Linked DNA regions of Mus musculus: region 1 is linked to region 2. A link is a contact called in public Hi-C data. All regions are on one chromosome and are shown on one strand. The core of a region is the stretch at or near the end of the contact, and the rest is flanking DNA. Distances in the headings are between cores, read along the strand shown.

Evidence for each region. Hi-C and Micro-C count contacts between places; a contact is called where the count stands out from the background.
Region 1: a Hi-C map of Th2 cells shows a contact between it and region 2, with 2.2 times the contacts expected there. The contact joins two enhancer-like sites. A contact is called at or near these places in 1 of 15 datasets of contacts at CTCF or cohesin (CD8 T cells), 4 of 484 Hi-C or Micro-C datasets (CD4 T cells, Th2 cells and epidermal suprabasal cells) and 5 of 115 datasets of contacts at active chromatin or transcription factors (CD8 T cells, Th17 cells, memory CD8 T cells and 2 more).

The regions. Positions count from the first base shown.
Region 1 is chr2:9,687,959-9,694,482 of GRCm38.p6, reverse strand. No RefSeq gene overlaps it. Among named protein-coding and RNA genes, the nearest start is that of Gm13218, 98 kb to the right of the region's middle. Within about 2 kb of position 4,757, at least 27 of the 459 cell types and tissues checked have an H3K27ac peak or open chromatin away from gene starts, as enhancers often do. A contact at or near this core is called in CD8 T cells, Th17 cells, Th2 cells and 1 more, where this site is marked.
Region 2 is chr2:9,576,770-9,583,686 of GRCm38.p6, reverse strand. No RefSeq gene overlaps it. Among named protein-coding and RNA genes, the nearest start is that of Gm13218, 13 kb to the left of the region's middle. Within about 2 kb of position 5,651, at least 15 of the 459 cell types and tissues checked have an H3K27ac peak or open chromatin away from gene starts, as enhancers often do. A contact at or near this core is called in CD8 T cells, Th17 cells, Th2 cells and 1 more, where this site is marked.

The sequences.
Region 1 (6,524 bases), core at 3,508-6,007, 110 kb before region 2:
CTTCTGGATTCTCTGTTTTGAGCCAAACATTGCAACACTTAGCATAGGGCATCTTGTTTTTCTGCTCCACAGAATGGCCTGAGAGCTACCAGGGAGGCCATTGAAGATTGCACATGGAAACGCCTGCCTCTCTACCACACTGGTTGGTGGAGATCATAAAAGAAGCGCGAAGTTAATTGTGCTCATTGCTAAGATTGCGCTGCGTAAGCACCAGCCGTGTCTGGTTTAACGCAGGTCTTGGCCAGGGTCCTGCGAACCATTAATTAATATCATGGCTTGGCTGTCAGTAGGTAAACAGGGGTGCTAAATTTCATCATTTCTCTGTCAAGTTCAAGTGTGGATTTGAAGTCCTAATAAAAGTGGTGACTGAATGTTTTCTCCTTCATGCTGCACACAGACCCTAGCAGGGCCTTCTGCTTTGCTAAACTGGTAATGTGCCAGACAGCTCACTGAGTTCTTCAAGGCTCTGTTGGCATCATAAGGTTCAGAGACTCAGGAAACCCAGTTTCTTTGCTGAAAGTTGAAAGTCTATACGAATTGTTTCCAATCACATGGTAGGCTTGTTTTTGGTTTTGTTTTTTGTTTTTAAAATCCATATTTAGGAGTTGGAAAGCCAATGCACCCAAATTCACTTAAGTCTGAATTCACCTTCTAAATCTTCTCAGAGATTTCTTCACTGAGGTAGAAAATGGAAGTTACTTTAGATTTGAGCAGTGGACAGATTACCAGAAGAGTCTATCTCTGGAAGAGTTACCAAAAAAAAAAAAAAAAAAAAAAAAAAAATCTCTATTGTCTCTTCCAGTTCTCCCGTTTATGGGGCTGACATCATTCAGAGATGAGAGAGAAAATTTTGTGGCACCGTTTCAAAAGCCAAACACCTCTTTCTTACTCACTAAGTTAATAACAACACAAGAACTGTTAAAGATGTACCAAGCTCAGTGGAACTGGAATTACAACAGAGCAACTGCTCGCTGTGCCCAGGGGGGAATGCTGAGGAAACAAGAGCCTCCAACAGGATCAAGAATGGGCGGGGAGGGGACCCGAGATAGCACGAGGTCTGCACAGAGACCCACACCGAAGGTGCCCAGGGATCCCGTGGCAAACGGGGAGACCCACACCAAAGGTGCCCAGGGATCCTGTGGCAAATGGGATCTTTTCTTAACTGCCTCATATATTTCCTCTTTCCCTACCAGTGGCTTGGGATAGTCTCCTTAAACCTGGCATCACATGAGCCCTGCTACTTTGACTCTGTCTCTGTCTCTCTGTTCCTCTCCCTCCCTCTCCCCACCCCTTCTCTCTCTGTCTCTTTCTCCCCTCTCCTCTGATTTGCATCCATGTGAGTTCATCACGGAGCCATCCAAGATGCTAAGTCATCAAAAGCTTGGACCCATCTTCATCCCCCAGCCTCATCACCAGCTCTTCCCCGCCCGTGACTTGTGAGAACCTTATAGCATTCCCATGTTTCCTAGTGTCAGCTTTGCAAAGAAGTCAGAGAAATCAACCGAAAGGACCAGGGCAAATTTTGTTTTTACTGTTAAGATTCTAAATGCTGCATTTCTACTGTGTGCCAGCTTTTCATGTCAGGAGTGAGTTTCTCTGAAAAGCTGAGAGATGTTTTATGTTTTCTCAGCTGTATGGTTTTTAAGACAGCCTTGGAATCATTTATTGGCATTTCTCACTGAACTTTTGTTTTTATAGGTGTGTAAATGTGTTATCGAAGATATTTTGGCTTTTCCAGAGAGTCAAGTTTGTAGACTTCAGTTAAGGAAATCTGCTCCCCGGCTTTTTTTTTTTTTTTCCTCTCTTTCAAACTTGTTTTCTTGAAAGAGATGGAATGAGGTGGTTGATAGGGGCTCTGGAGTTTTGCACTAAATTCTTTGACCTCATTTATCTTGCTTGAGGTTGTTTGCACTAAAAAAACTAAAATTCCAGCACTTCTGATGAGACATTTCTTTCTGTTTCTTACCCCTCCCCTCTGGCTATAGCACATCTAGACCTCCCCCACCCCACCCCTGCTTGGTTCAGCTGTCTCTGGCCACATGGTGTAAGCAATGACTCTAAAACCTGGTTACTTGTCTGCATGTTGGGGGAGGGTGCAGGTTCTGATTTCTGGGCAGGGGCCTAAGGATGCATGCTTTAACATCTTCATCCTGGTCCTTCTGCAAAGTGAGTCTGAAAACCTGCTATGTAGTAGGCATGGAAACAGATGGGGTGGGAAAAGCAGCTTTGGTCCAATTGTCCAGTGGTTCACTTACAGGTAGATTACACAGACGTTCATCGAGCACCCACTATGTACTGGCATGAGGCCAGGCAGTGAGATGCTGAAATGTATAAGATCCAGCTCTGCCTCTGATGTCCTCACCCTCTAGTGAGGCGGGCAGACGTGTAAACAGATACTTTCCATTTCATGCGGTTGTTCTGAGGCAGAATTGAGGAGAGCCTGAGCCAAGTTCAGCGTTTGGAGAAGGTTTTTCCGAAGACTGACTTTCTGTGGGCCTGGAAGACACTGGGGACGCATTGGTAGAAAAGTCAGGTGTGTGTGGGAGGGGGTCCTGAGGGGCATCTGAGAAGGATGTGAGAACAGTCCCAAGGGACATCTGAATACTGAGTCAGGGAGACTTGTTGCAACACTTTGGATCTCTCCTTAATCTTCTTTGTTTTCCTGGAGACTTGGAGCATCAGGCATCAGTGCAGGAGAAGAAACCAAAATGTGAGTGTTAGAGTAGCCGGGGCAACGTAGCAACGTATGCTTTGTGCTGAACCAGCTTCTCTGTCGAACAAAACAGAGGCTGCTATTGTTTCCTGGGTGTGGCTAGGGTTCTATAAGAACATACAAAGTATGAGATGCTCAGTTCCAGTCTTGGAGCTCAGTCTACCGCATGTTCCTTTAACCCACAGTAAATTGTCTGTGGCTGTTAAATATTTGATAAAATAATTCAGAGGAAGGCCCTTTCTTTGTAGATGGCTAAACTAATCAGGATTCAGAGGAAGGTCCTTTGTAGGTGATTAAGCCAGGATTTAATACAGCAAATAGAACAAGTGGGATATATTCAACAGAAAAATCTAAAGTGGAGATGCAGCTCAGTTGAGAGAATACTGTCCTAACATTCTAAGGGCCCTCAAGTCAACCTCTAGCACCATATTAGTCCTGGTGATGCACATGACTGAAATTGCAGCATTCCAAAGGTGGATCAAGTGGATACAGAGTTCAAAGCCATCCTCAGTCTCAGCCAGTTCACAGCCAATGCGGGCTACAAGAGACCCTGCCTCAAATAAACAGAAAGGACTTCAACACAGAGAATTTGCCATTCGCACATTCTTTTAACAAACCCCAACTGTTACTCCACAGCTAGAGTGTGTCCTCCCTCAAAAGACTGTGCCTCAGTTCAGCCTAGGCAAGGGGCACAAATACTGTATACATCTCAGAGGGTAGTGTGTGACAGAAGCATGACAACTGATGATGAGTCCCTGGTGTAGGTTGGTTGGTCAACACTTAGTTGCTATGGTGGTGATTATGAACATCATCCTTAGGAAGTATTCAGGAAGGATAAAGAACATCAGTGCGGGTAGGGAAGACCCTCCAGAGCCAGGGGCAATGTGAAGGATGAGAAGGAGATGCAAGGAATCTCCACCCACCCTGAAATGTTTTCTTTTCCTAGACTCATAGGCTGTCAGGATGGGATATGATATGAGGGTGAAAACCTCTTTATTGATCTGAGATCAGCTTGCCCTGCAGTGCTGATTACTCTCAACCCTCGTTGGCTATCCTTTACGAACCCTCACAAGCACAGATGGAATGGGAGGTCATGGAGAAGATTTCACTAAGAGCAAAGCAAAATAAAAGCACCAACTTTCACAGGACTCAAACATAAATAGCCCTACATATGACTAATGAGGTCAATGTACTTACGTAATTTTTAAAGTCATTTTCCAAACAAAAACTAAAGTATGGGCCAGAGAGATGGCTCAGAGAGTAACAAGCACATGGTGGACAAGCCTGGAGTCATGGGATGGGTCCTCAGAATCCTGGTGTCCATGGAAAAAGAGAACAGAGCCCACAAAGTTGTCCTTTACACACACACATCTTGGAGTGCAAATGTTCCCCACACTAGTGATACATAAAATTTAAAATGAAAGGTAGAAAAGATACAAAACCCATATAACATGTGTTACCCAGCGATACATGAACTACAGGGTGAATAATGTAACTACACTAGGCTGGAGGAGAACGTTGCTCAGCAGCGATTCCTGGAGCTTTCCCTACGCCACATCGAAACCGTCATTCCATCCTAATGGCAATTATTTCTGTGCTTTTCTATGTAGTTTTATCACCAAAATGTGCTTCTCTAATCTAATTGCCCAAGTTGAAGTTTCATTGTGTGTGTGTGTGTGTGTGTGTGTGTGTGTGTATATATATGATGTAGTCTTTTGATTTGTGAGGAGTTTAAAAGCTTACTGAGAGAACTTTCACAACACTTATGGGAACAGAGTAACCAACCCTGATACAAGAACTCTGGCATAGGGCTGGTGTGGTTCATGAGGTGAGACTAGGATCTTTGTCCCATGGCTTTGGCCTCTTCGCCCATTTTCCTCCATCTGGCATCAGTGAGCCACTAAAAGACCAGGAGAGATTTGGACAAATGTCTGTTAGTTGCTGTAGAGATAGGTGTGAGAAGGAGCCCTAGGGAGGCCAAGACCTTTGCCACCTCAAAAAAACACCTGCGGATCTTTCTGACAAAGTGACGTGACACTTTGGGGTTTTCAGTCTGCCTCAACACTGGAACTACAAACCACAGGACCTTTAGGCTGAGGGTGGGGACACCCAGAAAAGGGCAGCCCTCACCTTTCCTGTTGAAGTAAAGAGTCGAGAAGAAAAATGTTTGAAAATACGAGAGAACAAGAGAAGGCTCAGTCACCTGTGGGAAAGACAAAGCAAACAAAACCAGGAAGGATGCTCTCTGGTAGGACTGGACATCTGTGAGGAGTCTGAGGGACTGCTAAAGAGGCTAGCATTTGTGAAAGAGCACTGGAGATACAGTTCACCCTTTTGGCTGAGCCTGCTAAGTTCCAATGAAAAACTAAAAAAAAAAAAAAAAAGAATAAAAAGAAGTTTTTGGCTGCAGCAGACCTACAAGACGTAGCATGAGAGGGGGAAAAGAAAACTCGACTCCAAACACCAAGCTTGTATTCTCTCTGTGTGGGCAGAAGGTTTTATTACCATTATTTTGTATTATTTATTTCATACATCATTAAAATCCTTTGGCCCTTTCCCGAAGTCAGCGCACTTAAAACAAAATAATGTGGAAGGAAAACACTAAAGAAAAATACAATTTTGATTCTGTGTAACAAGGTGCCGTAAAAGCGTGGGCCAGGCCCTTCTCCATGGATCTATCTAGCTGGCTTTAGAGAAATGATTCATACTGCTGAAAAAGTTTGTGTCTTCCCTAGCTTGGAGAAAAGTTTGAGCATCTAAATCAAGAGGTGCTTGGAATACGGAGCGTACACCGTTTCTGTGGCCTTGGGCAAGGAGTTTAACCTTTGGGTGCCTCAGTTTCCCGCTCTGTAAAATAGGGATAATGAGACTTAATGACCTCATCATGCTGAGGTAAGGATTAATTAGTTGATGTTTGTAAATGGCTTTGAAGCCAGAAAATGCTACAACAGAGCTAGGCATTAGTATTAATAATACATTTCAACTGAGTTAATACTTGTATCGGCTGTCTTGGATTTCCCTGGCAGTTTCATCTGGGGACTTACTTTTCAGCCTCGCTCATTAAAATGAAATAAAAAGGAACGTTGCTGGCAGACAGTAGCTCTGGTCTTCGGCACAAAGATGAACTCATTCCTGCCCCGAGTGAAAGGATATCTTTTCTAGGGTGCATTCAATAGGAATCTCAAATGTCAAAACGGGACTGGAGGCACAGTGTGATTTCTTAGCAGCTCAGACATGTAAAAGATGCTGGTCACACATACAAGAAAGAAGCTTGCAGATCTGGGAGGAAACCACTTTCCAGAATTGATTCGATTCCTATGGTTTGGAGCCAACCACAGAGTGTCTTATCTGCCCTCTGCCTTAAGTTGTTTTTCACCGTCGGTCCCTTTTTCTGGCCTCCACCCCTTCCTGTGCTAGGTCACTTTGGGCTGTGTGCTATATGTGAGTGTTAAGTCTCCTGTGAGATCCATGATCATCTCCTTCCCTCTAAGTCATGTTAGAAAAACCTTCTTATTTTGTCCAACTGAACTCTGACCCCTCACCATGACGTGAATATTCCAGTGGGCGGGTAGCGCAACAGAGCCCCTGGCACCTAGTAGAAGTTCAAGGTGTATCTATCTAGTTAGAGCTGGATCTTGGAGACTTCCTGAGTGTCTGATGTTGAGAACCTAGAAAAAGTATGTCAACTGCACAGGATGCGAATGCCCAAGTTCACTTCCAAAGCCCAGGCTTCCGATTAGCCTTTGGTTGGCTAAATAATTGTATCAGTCTTATTTCTGCTACCATATCAAGATACTAGAGGCTTGGTAGT
Region 2 (6,917 bases), core at 4,402-6,901:
CTAGGGTCAAATCTCAACTTTGAGTGGAGCTTTCTTCCTTGTGAAGGGAGTGTATAAGCAGGCAGGGTGCCCGAGGCAGGGGGAAGAAGATACTAAAATCCCGGAAAATGGGACAGAACGCAGTAGGTTAGAGACAGATTCCACTTTGACCTAGAGGCCTGGCTTTCTATGAGGGTATTTCCTGCTTCTGCCAGACAGACAGGAGACAAGGAAGCTGTCCATGGCAGGACTGGTTGATTAGCAATCATCAAACACCTACATTCCAAACTCCAGGTCATAATTAAAATTATCTTACATTTTTAAATGGAATTTCCTCTGCCCAGGTACCCTGTAACTAAAACTTCAGTCTGCTTAGCTTTTCAAGGTCTGTATGAGGCAAGTGATGTCTTATTTTTACAATTCAAGTTAATTATCTGGAGACAGTGGCTCCCATTCCAGTCTGGATTTCTCTGTTCCCTGGAACTTGGAATTCTCTATTCTGCTCAGAACACCACCTGCTCCCTTACTGAGAGACTTTGATGGACAGATGTAGCTGTGAGTGGCATTGTGAAATCCTCCACCTTGATGGAGAACAGCCATTGTTTGGTTTATAAACACAAACACAAGACTGGTTTCCTCCATTAGGCAGGGTGAACGGTAAAAATGACTGGGTTCCCAGTTCAAAATGAAATTCTGCTTAAAAACCTAAAACAGATGGATGAACAAACAGTAAGGGAGAGTCACTTCACCATACAGGGATCCATATCTGTTTGAAATCCATCTTTCAGCTCTGCACTAAGTGGATCGGTTAGTTGATTCTTTGACTTGATACATTGCAACTCTGTGTCTATGAGTGGCCATTATTTGAGTTTTATTTAGTTATTGCATTGATTTCATCTAATTGTATTCCACTCCTTTGTAGTATATTCTGGTTCTTGATGGTGACTTTCTGTTTTATGAAAAAAAATGTTGAATGTCATAATGAACCGACGGTATTGATAGATTTGTGCAGTGTGGTTATGTGCTCAGTGTTTGTAGAGTAAGCTAAATGTAGTGTGAGTATAGAAAACGTGCTTTCCTTTGATGAGAACATTTGAAATTTCTATCTAGTTATGCCTTTGTCTGGTCTAGCTGTTATTCTAACAATAGCATAGGGATGGCATACAATTCATGTGCTACTACTGTTTCACAGTAGCCCTTTGAAGGCCAGACATTTTAGAGGCATGGGCACAGATATGATAAAGGCTTAGCAGGGTCTTAAATTATACAAATGGTTAGAACCCAACCAGGTGAGTGGCCCAGATTTCTGACTCTCCTTTTGTTTGTTAGCTGGGGCTCAGTGGTAGAGCCTAGCATGCATGAGACCCTAAATTCAACTCCCAGCACTGCCAGAAACAATGGGAAAAGCAAAAACAAAACAAAACCAACCAACCAAATAAACATGTATTACTCATGTTTTCAGGTTCTCTCAAGTTAATCTCCTTAGAAGTTAACATATGAGCTCTAAGGACAGAGGGACAGTTCATTAATATCATAAACCTAGGAATTACTGTTTCAAAGGACTGAGGAACAAGTGTCTCAGTAGTTTCTCTAGGGAGAGTTTTTAGGCTCTCATAACTCTTCCATGTCCTAGTCTTCTACTGTCTTAGTTTCTTCCTTTTGAAGTTTTGTGGTTATTCCCTTAACTGTCCCCGTGGCCCCAGTTTTTACATTGTTCTCCATTTCCGTTTCCATAGACACACATATTTAAATTGGTTCTTTGAGGTAGGCTTGATAGCTTAGGCTGGCTTTGAACTCATGATCCTCACGCTTTCAGCTTCCCAAGGCTGGGATGACAACCATATGCACAACACCCAGCTCTTTATAATTGTTCCTAGGCTTAGTCAGTGACACGGTATGTTACTGGAATGGAAGAACACTGGAGTCCCACTTAATCCTTAATTATCTCTTCACACTAAAGACACATTCAGTTTTGGCAATGTCATTAAGGACATTAACTCTCAAGGTCACGTGCTGTCTGTACTGCCTTTGTTATTGTTTCTGGGATATTTTTTAACATTTCTACATTTTTATAAGTTAAGGAAGTAACTCCATTTGCATTACTATGAAATTCAGTCTTTTTTGGCTATAGTTTTTGTTGTTGTTGTTGTTGTTGAGATCCAAGATGTACCTGGTACCACACATTCCTGAGAAAGTCAGTCATCCTTCCCAGACTAAGTACATATGTCATTAGACTCCAGCCAATAATCTCTTTCTCACATTTTTTTGAGTTATGCTTTTGAATAACTTCATTTTCTTTCAAAAATGGGAGATACTTAATCCGGGGCTAATTTTTAAAACATCAGTAGAAAGTCATTGAGTCCCGTGTCTATGCATCCTGCGTGCCACGTTAGAGACACAGGCTAAAGACATTGTAGAGCAGTTCCCAAGCTGTGGCTCGCAGCTTTCTCAGAGGCTGCATATCAGGTCTTCACATTAGGATTCATAGCAGGAGCACAGTTACAGTTAGGATGTAGCAACACAGTTTTTATGGTTGGGGGTCACCACACGAGGAGCTGTGTTAAAGGGCTGCAGCATTAGGAAGGCTGAGAAGCGCTGTTCTAGAAGTTTCTGGCTTATGTGGCAACCATGTGCTTTAGCTTCTTTGTCCGTTTTCATTCTTGCTTTTGTTTGTTTGTTTTGCTTTATGAGGCCTTTGATTTATGAGCAGCTTTGGCCAGCCTTGAAGATAACCTTGAACCTGATCTTCCTCCTCCTCCTACCTCCTAGATGTGTAAGACCTATCAGAAAGCCATGATAATAAACCCCACAGAAAGCAAGGACTTTAACATGAACAAAAAATGTTAGCTAGATTTTTGGGGGAAATCAGAAGAAATTTTTTAAAAATCATCTTCTCATTTCTCTTCATAAGAATGTATACTTCTGACATATTTACTAAGTTTAACTATAAATTGATTTTTTTCGAACTAGTTTTGCAGAGATGTATTGAGTTGATATGCTTATTCTTTGCCACAAAAGTCACTTTTACGGGGCCTTGCTGGAGTCAACCTGATTGTTCTTATTTAAAAGACAACATACCCTTGGGATCATTTTGAGCTTCAGTTACATTGATTCCATTGCTTCCTGAATTTCTAGACAGATTTTCAAATTTCTTCCACCCTGTCGACTGGCACCACAATAGATTTTATTGTCAAGCGTGCTGGGGTGTCAGGCTACTAATGCCAAAGCTGGAGCCTTTGGGGATTGGTTTCTGAGGATATGGGTGTGATAGAAGCCAGTCTCCCCGCTTACCATTCTCCCCGAGTCTTTAAAGCAAGCACTGTGCGAACCCAACCAAGCAGATCATTAGCCAAGTGTCACTCTCAGCGAGAAGGAGGTGAAGGTCATTGCATTTAGTAACTTGAAGTGCCTTCGTTGAATTGTATTGGCATTTCCCAAAGAAAATAAATAAATAAGTGGGCAATAAGTTCAGTGACCTTTTGAAGGTGCGGTGGCAGCCATTTAGTGTCGGGTGACGGAGAAGGGTGTAAAGAGAAAATAGAACTGGATACATACAAAAAAAGTCTGGTCTGTCAGAGAGACGACAGAAGATCGGTTACATTTAAAGGCAAGTAAGCTATTAGATATGTAGTTAGCATTTAGTCATCTATTATTCTGCTGGGACAAACCAGTAGGTTGTGTTCTTGAAATATGTCTTCTGTGTTTAGCTGGCAATATAGATCTAGAATGGTTTCATCTAAGATGGAATATCTGAGCACATCCAGGGGGGGCGCAGAGATGGGAATATGTGTGTGCAGAGCCGTGAAGGGAAGTAGCAATGAAAGTCCAAGACGTGTAAAAGGACAGGGACACAGACTTCTTGGAACTTGTGCAGCCTAGAGTCAGTGTTTAGGGCGTGGCTAGAAGGAAGGATCCATGTGTGGTGGAGGCAGAAGCTCTAGCCTGTGGTTGACTTGGACTTGACAAAGTGGGCGTTAGGTAGATACAGTGGGGTTTTCAGCATCACCAAAACCACTAAGGTTTTGGGCACACAAACTTAGCAAATTGCAAAGTCCAAACTTCCAAAAGCTGCTAGGAAGTTGGCAGTGCCCCTTCTAGTCTTGGACACTAGAGATGATGGTCAGGACTGGGCCGAGGAGACTTGAGTGTCATTGATGGATGCTAATTAAGCCACGCAGGAGTAACCTTCTGGTCTTCACTTCTGTCCTTATCTCCCAAAGCAGATCTGAGGCTGAGGTCAGGGCCAGTCCTATCCAGACTGAGAACATGACAACTCTCTTCTTCCCAAGGTCCTCTTGACTTAATACTTCTTTTCATGTTGGTTTTGAATTCTGATCCTAGTTTGAATGTGTTTATAATCCATGACATCTAAGAGGTCATCTTCTGGGTCAGCCTCTATCGTAGTGATGCTGAGAATCTTTGTTTCCTTTTGGATTAAAGATCAGCCCACATACCTCTGTTTTCTTCTTGGTAGATAGTTCTGAGCTCTGATTAAAAAGAATCAACTACGTTTTCAGCAATATCTTTTAAAACAAGGACTGCAAGGTTGCTTACACACTTTTCATAGAAATATTAATTACATTAATTTAAAGTTTATTCTATATTTATGTGCTGGAGTAGAGGTCTATGGGTAGAGTGCTTTCTCTGCAAGCATGAGTTTGGATCTCCAGCACCCATACACAAGGTGGGCACAGCAGCCTTCACGGTAACAGCACTGAGGGCACAAAGATAGCAGATCCTGGGAGCTCACTGACCTGCCAACCTTGAAGAAATGGCAAGGTCCTATTTCAGTGAGAAACCCTATTGTAAAAAAAAAAAAAAAAAAAAAAATTAGGTGCAGAGTGAGAAAGACACATATGAGCTGTCTTTGGTCTCCAAAGGCACCCATAGTTGAATGTGTACACACACACACACACACACACACACACACACACGTGTGAGAGTGCATACATACATGCACATACACAGATGCACACAGACACACACAAACACACATATACACATACACAAACACACACACATATACACACACAGATACACACAGGCACACACACTTGAACACACATATAGGAACACACACACACACACACACAGATGCACACAGGCACACAAATACATATAACATGGGCACATGCATATATATACACAGACATGACACATGCACACACTACAAACTACACACAGAAAAATACTAAAAAAAATCAACATATATTATTATAAAGTTATTATTTTGACCGTTAGCATACAACCAATTGGCAACATATTATGGGAGTGGGATGATTAAGTTGCACTCAATTCCATGCCACATAAGAAGGAGTTTTGGGCCCACCCCCTCACCCTGCCATGTACTCACTCACTCACTTCCCACTGAGAGAACTGACAAGTCACTGAGAAATGACAAGTCACTTTACCCTGTACTTGCTTTAGTCAAAATGAAAAGCACTTCGAAGAAAGGGTCCTGGGTACAGAGGCTGAGGGCGAGTCCTCAGGCTTTCTGCTGCCTCCCTGGAAACCCACAAGCTTGGCCTTTACCTTAGATGATTCTACCTTGACAGAGATGATTAAAAGCCCGCCTTACATAGAATCACTTTCTTCAACATTTGCGCAGTGGTGATCTTGTGCTTTGGGGTTTTCCTCAGTGTTTCCATTAAGTTACACATCTGTGCCTCCTCCCTTTGACCTCTCTGCACTGGAAAGAAATAAAACACCCCACATTAGCATAACTCCCCAACCTGACAGGTAGCATTTAGCCACTGATTTATAGTCTCTAGCCTACATTAGTTTCCATCTTCCATCCCTTCCCCACCTCATGCAGACCCTGTGTGCTTTGTCAATGCTCACTTGTGTGTGTGTGTGCCCGTGTGTGTGCGTGTGTGTGTGTGTGTGTAATGGATGTGAACCTAACCATTAACTTCACATCTCTGGTTTAATGCAGATACTTTTGTTAAATGACAATATAATTACCAGTCATCGGCAAACCTCAAAAAGGTTGGGAGGTTTGGTTCAGTTAAACACCCAAGAACTCAGATCCTTATCTGACATTTACCCCTCGATTTTGGCAGGCCCAGGCTGGCGAACTCTCAAGGTAGATCCACTGTGTGAGATCTCTGTCAGCAATTCTGTTGTTCACTCCCCAATATCAGTTCTTCTAACCTTCAGGCTTGGTCAATGGAGCCCAAAACACAACCACTAAAATGTAAAGAAAATGTTGTCCCCATCCAGTTGAGGTGAAGAAAGTTTCCAGGAAGACATAGAAAGCAACATCCTAAAAATCATGGTAGAGGAAAACCTGCTACCATTTTTGTTTTGTTTTGTTTTGTTTTGTTTTGTTTTGTTTTGTTTTGTTTTGGTTTTTTGCTTAGCTCAAAATGTTCAAAGCTGCAAAGTTTTTGAGAAGTTTGGACATCAGGTTGGGGTGGTGGAGAGAAATTGCTGAGGGTGAGAGATAACTCGGAGGTGTGTGTGTGTGTTTCCTAGGAAAAGTGTTAATGTTTAAACACCTTTTGGTATGCTGAGGCAAGCCAGTGGGTAATGTACTTTTAAAAAAGAGGTTAAGATATTGTCAGCCCTGGTGTTTTGTGTTAGGTTTAGAAGGTATGTGTTGCATCAGTGGTGGTTTTTCCAGTTTTTCCTTCTTCTGAATGACTGTTTTGTTGTTTTGTTTTGTGTCTTTTTGTGTGTTTCCTGAAATGAGAATGGCCTTAACTCTTAGGGCACATCTACCCATGACTTAGAGAAGTGATATTGTCTCCTGTGTAGTTTTGGATGGTCAGTGCCAGAAATAGGCACAGCTCCAGAGTCTGTATTTGGTATGGAACTCTTAGTATCTGTGTGGCACTGTGTGATCCCTTACGGAGAAATCCAGCCTTGAAATAAAAACGCTGCATTTTTGAGATGTTAGAGCATATTGTAGTGGGAGGAAAACTCTCTCAATCTCT